Linked DNA regions of Mus musculus: region 1 is linked to region 2. Evidence: chromatin contacts called from public promoter capture Hi-C data. All regions are on one chromosome and are shown on one strand. The core of a region is the stretch at or near the end of the contact, and the rest is flanking DNA. Distances in the headings are between cores, read along the strand shown. Region 1 holds the start of Nup153 (nucleoporin 153). Region 2 holds the start of Ranbp9 (RAN binding protein 9).

Region 1 (2,766 bases), core at 70-2,569, 3.2 Mb before region 2:
ACAAAAAAACCCTGGGTTATAGTCCTGGCTTTGAGTGCCCAATTAGATATCCACCCTCTTTTATTTTTTTCCAAGTCAGTTCTCTATGCAGCCCTAGCTGTCTTGGAAAACGCTTTGTAGACCAGGCTGGCCTTGAAGTCACAGAGATCCATCTACATCTGACTCCTGAGTGCTGGGATCAAAGATGTCTGTCACCAGCCAGGCTCTAAATCGATACCCTTAATGGTGCCCCTTAAATTTTCTTGGTTTCCATATAGTCCATTGAATGACTAGGCTGGACCACATGATCACACAGACCTTTTGTCTAATGCCTGCATCTTTAACACGGTGTATCCGGTCTTTGAGGATACATTGTTTAGTCACCTAACTATAATATTAACTGAAGCAAATATATGTTTACTAGGGATATATGAGTCACCCTTAATGTGTGTTGATTGCATAGGTCATAATTGCAACCATTTACTGCGTTTCTTGTATACCAGGAAATCTACTGGGTGCTCTCTACACAGACGACCGCACTAGCTCCCCACAACTTTATAAGGTAGATTTAAATAGTAGAGTCATCCAAGGTCAAGTTTGTAAGTAGTGAAGCAACTCAGAATGCCAGCACGGTGTGTGTTGACAACAAAGCCCTTATATGTTTAATGAAACAGTAATGAAGTTGTATTTTTTGCTTTCGTTGAGACAGAATCTCACTATGAAGCTGAGGGTAATGTGTAACTAGCCATTCCCCTGTGTCTGCCTCCCAAGTGCCAAATGCCTTTCCTACTTTGTTTTTGGCCTGGGGATCGCGGCCACGGTTAATTTCAACGCGGTCTCCCCCCCCCCCCCCCCGGATTGTGATGCATTATGGTTCTTTGATTTTACTGTTTACTTCCATTCGGCTTATAATTGATGAATGGGAGATTACAGTATTCGTGTCGAGTGCCCTTCTGAATCTAAACAAGCAGCCAACCGCCGCCAAATGACCCGGGCTTTGTGCCTCTGCGGTGCTCCGTGGGTGTCCTTCCGCTATAGCCTGCCTTTCCGAGAATCCGCGTTCTGGCCAGAAAAACTACATTTCCCAGAGGCTCCCACGACAGGGAGCGCGGGCTCGGCCAACCCTTCCTTCCTTCACCCATCCCCCCCCGCATTGTCGCAGCGTGATGACGCAAAGCGTCGGTCGCGGAGGAGTGACGGTGTTCTGGCTCGCGACCGGGGCGGCCGCCTCAACAGCGGTAATAGGCGCAAGAGCGGCGGCGGCGGCGACGACTGCAGGGACGACGACGGCGGCGGCGGCGGTGGGGCGGGCGCAGCGCGCACAGGGGGAGGGGTTGGCGGGCGGCGCCAGCGGCCTGGACTGCGGCAGCGACGGCCAGGGCGACTGAAGAGGAGCCTCTAGCAGCGGGCGGTCGAGCTAGGCCTCAGCGGCGCCCGGAGCTGCTCGCGCCGGCCTCGGCGGGAGATCTCCATAGAGACGGTGACAAACACAGACGCGGGGGTCCGCACGCGGCCGGCGCTCCTCAGCCACCTCGGGGCCCTCAGCCGCCGCCACCGCCTTCCTCGCCGCCGCGCGCACTCTCAGTTCCCGCTCGCTCCCTCGCGGTTCTCGCTGTGTCTGTGTGTCGCCTAGGGCCGGGCGGGGGAGGCCCTCAGGCCGCCGCCTCTGCCTCTCCCGCCCGGGAGCGGTAGTGGGAGGCCGCCCAGGCTCCGCCATGGCCTCGGAAGCCGGAGGCATAGGAGGGGGCGGCGGCGGCGGCAAGATCCGGACTCGTCGTTGCCACCAGGGGCCGGTGAAGCCTTACCAACAGGGGCGACCCCAACACCAGGTACGGGACCGGTACGCCGTGGCGACTGGGCGGCTCCGGGCGGTCTCTTTGGGGGGCGGTGCGAGGACCCGGCGGCCCCACGTGGAGGGGACCAGAGGGCCTGAGGCTGGACCCGGGTGGCGACGGGAAGTGGGTAGAGCCTGGCCGGGCCTGGCGGCAGACACGTGGGATGCGAGCGGCCTCTCCCAGCCCTCCCGCCCAAGGGCTTTCCCTGGCGGGCACAGGGCGGGAAAAGAAATCTCAGGCTTCGGATATTCGGGCTGCTGCTGCTGCTGCTGCTTCTTCTTTTTTTTTTTTTTTTTTGGCGGGTTTTTGGGGGTTAAATGGTATTCCTCACGACCTCACGAAGGGAACAAGGGAAAGATGTGGCAACAGGCCCATCCGCTGGCAGGCTTTTTCTTTCTTGTGTTCCCGGGTTCAGGGTGCGCGGGGAGATTAATCTGCCACCGCGGCCCGGAGAGACTTGGGGAGGGGGCGCTGTTACCCATATCGTGGAATAATTTCGGTTTTAGACGCGTTAAATCATTAATGGTAGTCCGGTCCCCTCGTCTGTCTGCTTGGCCTTTCCAGATCGGAACACACTGGTTTAGCTTCTCATCCTTTCCTCTCTTAACTGAGTTATAGTTATGTGGCACTGAGGCGTTTTGAAAGTCCCTCGCCGCTCTTACGTCTGGTCTCTGATGCGTGGTTCTTCCCTCTCTTCTCTCCACCCCGCTCTATATACTGAAGACCAGAATCATCCACTCTCTACAGTTGACCAGTTCTTCAGCTCTGATCTCATACACCAAATATTTTTAATACTGGGCGTTTTCTAGAAGTTTAAGGTATTTCGGGCTCACCAGGGGTGTTACTTAAGCCACCGTATGCCTTCTTTGGGTGTTTATAAAAATGTCGATTCTTGTTGTAAACGAGATAGTTGGTTCAGAGAACACTTTCAGTTATTAAAAATTGTGAGAAT
Region 2 (2,700 bases), core at 72-2,571:
TGTCCATGGGAGTCTTCGATTAAGTCACCATTGACCCATTCGCTTCAAAAACAAAATAACTAGTTCTCTATTAACCAACCATTCCATGCTTATACGGTCCAATCAGAGCCAGCATATCATCTCCGGAAGCTAACACAGCATCGGAATCTGTACCATGTAGATTATGGGAGTGAAGCCTGATTTTTGCCGGGCTAAGGAAAGGGTAGGTTAAACAAAGGGAAGTGCCGAAAACAGACTAGTAATGCTATGTGGGGGTCAGAGAGCAACACTTGGCAAATTGTGCCACACGGGTTGACCAAGCACTCTACTGAGAATTGCAAAGTAGGAAGTCTCCTTTTTTAAAACTCTGCTGACCTCAGTAAATATTTCCATGTTTAAAAAAAAATGGGCATAATTCTCTGCTACCTAACAAAGAGGCCTATGATGAGAATTAATGAGCTTATAAAATGTTTTGACGTCTGTCTCCAGAAGCCCTTCCTAAACGCTCACACAGTTCGCATTCCTGCCCTTTGACGATCTGCCCGTCTTGATTGGTATTCCTAACGTGGCTGTTTCTCCCCCATTAAGTTCACTCGGACTCCTCATAAATTAATTAATTAACGAGAGGGTCACTCATGAAGCGGGAGACTTCGCCTTCAGAAATGGTTTCCAAGGGCCCTTTATTGACCCGCTAGCTAGGCGGTAAGGCGTTAGAAACCCCGGGCTCAGCTCCCGGCGGCGCAGCAGGGCTCGATTGCTCTCGCCTGGGCGCGCTGCGGCCTCCCGGCGGCTGAGGGGGACGGCCCGTCGAGACGCGACGAGGCCGCCGGTCGGCGCAGCTAGGATCCCGCAGCCACCGGAGGCCCGCGGCCGAACCCGCGCCCGCGTCCTCGCCCGCGCCGGCGAGCCCCAGGCCGCGGAGAAGGCCGTCCGCGCGCGCACCAGGCCCGCCCCTCGCGCCGCGGCCCGCCTCCTCGCCTGGCGCCGCCCGCGCGCAGCGTCTCGCGCCGCCCGCCCGCTCGCTCGCCCGCCGGGAAACAGCCGCGAGAGCAGCGGCCGCCGCGGCCGCTCGCACCTCCTCGCAGTCTCTCTTCCCCGCTTCACCGCGTCGCCCAGGGCCGCGCGCCCTTCCGCCCGCTCCCCTCGCTGTCCCACCGCATCGCTCCCGGTCGCGTGCCCGCCAGCGCCTGGCCAACGCTCCCTCGCGCCCGCCCGCGGTCGGTCTCCTCAACCGCCGCGCTCCGCCGGGCCGCGCGGCCCGCCGCCTGCTTCCGGGGCGGGCGGACTCTGGGCGCCTGGTGCCGGCGGCCGCAGCGACAGCGCCCCCGGGAAGCGCAGGAGGAAGCAGGGACGAGTGGAGGTGCCGCAGGCTGAGTCGCGGCCGGGATGTCCGGGCAGCCGCCGCCACCGCCGCCGCAACAGCAGCCGCCGCCGCCGCCGCCCGCCGCCGGGGCCCCGGGCTCCGGAGTCGCCCTGCCCGCGGCCGCGGCCGCCAGCGCCGGCTCCTCCCCGGCCGGCTCGCCCGGTGGAGGCTTGGGGGCCGCAGCGGCCGCCCTGCTGCTCCACCCGCCGCCGCCGCCGCCGCCTCCCCCGGCCACCGCCGCGCCGCCGCCCCCCGCCTCGGCGGCCGCCCCCGCCACCGCGCCGCCCGGCCTGGCGGTGGGCCCCGGCCCGGCCGCAGGCGTCCCGGTCCCGGGCCTGGCGGCGGGCAGCAGCGCCGCTGCCCCTTTCCCGCACGGCGACTCGGCCCTCAACGAGCAGGAGAAGGAGCTGCAGAGGCGGCTGAAGCGCCTCTACCCGGCTGTGGATGAGCAGGAGACGCCGCTGCCCCGGTCCTGGAGCCCGAAGGACAAGTTCAGCTACATCGGCCTCTCGCAGAACAACCTGCGGGTGCACTACAAAGGTACGGGGCGCGGGGTCCGGCGGAGAGATCGGACGGTGCGGGGCGAGGCTCTGGGCGAGGGAAGGTGAGAGTGGGGTCCCAGGTGGGAAGGAGCTGGGATCCCTAGGCCCGGAGCTGGACGCTTTGAGGGAATCCGGGATGACCAGACACATCGCACCTTCTGATTTCCTGGAGATAAATCTATGGGCCGGAGTTGGGTTACATTGTTCTCCAGGTGGAGGGTCAGGCCATCTCCTCTTACGCAGCAGGGGTGAGAGGCACGATTCCGAGGTACAGTTTCTAATTAAGGGAGAACAGAGATCCACAGGAGGGGGAGGGAGGCGTGATCAGTGGAGGATTTGTCCCAAATTAGGCCAGAGATTGTCTAGGGGGACAAAAGGACAAGGGGCCCAAGTTGGCCATCATTGCACCTTACTGAAAGCAACTGGGAGAGGAACCTCAGGATTCCCTGTTTTCTTCGGGGAGCAGACCCCCCCCCCCTCCGGATTGGAAATGCCCCGTGTTTCCGGGTTGGTGTTACATGAAGTTTTGTTGAAAACAAGGGTTTTAAAACATACCGATTAGCATTTTCAAAAACAAAAAACAAAAAAAAAAAAACCAAAACTGGCTTATATTTTGCACCTGCAGTTAACAAAGTTAACCACCTTAGGCTGCTGCTTTCTCCCATCCCCACTTTTTCCTAGGTTAAAACAAAGCTTTAAGCAAACTGGTTGTATAGAAGATTATAAATGCCAGTAAGGGGTTTTTGAAATGTAGCTCAGATTAATGGCATACGTCAAGTTTAGCTGTGTGGAAGGGGCAAAGAAAAAAATGCAGTG

Evidence for each region. Promoter capture Hi-C pulls out the DNA fragments that hold promoters and counts their contacts.
Region 1: a contact with region 2 is called in a promoter capture Hi-C map of pre-B cells, with 4 times the contacts expected there. The contact joins the promoter of Nup153 here to the promoter of Ranbp9 in region 2.

What each region holds. Positions count from the first base shown.
Region 1 is chr13:46,726,402-46,729,167 of GRCm38.p6, reverse strand. Nup153 (nucleoporin 153) reads left to right here and starts at 1,319. Exons shown (of 22, transcript NM_175749.2): 1 at 1,319-1,808. The coding sequence starts at 1,695. The region is part of intron 1 of Gm46412 (a long non-coding RNA gene); the gene reads right to left.
Region 2 is chr13:43,479,594-43,482,293 of GRCm38.p6, reverse strand. It overlaps Ranbp9 (RAN binding protein 9), which reads left to right and starts at 1,321. Exons shown (of 14, transcript NM_019930.2): 1 at 1,321-1,882. The coding sequence starts at 1,366.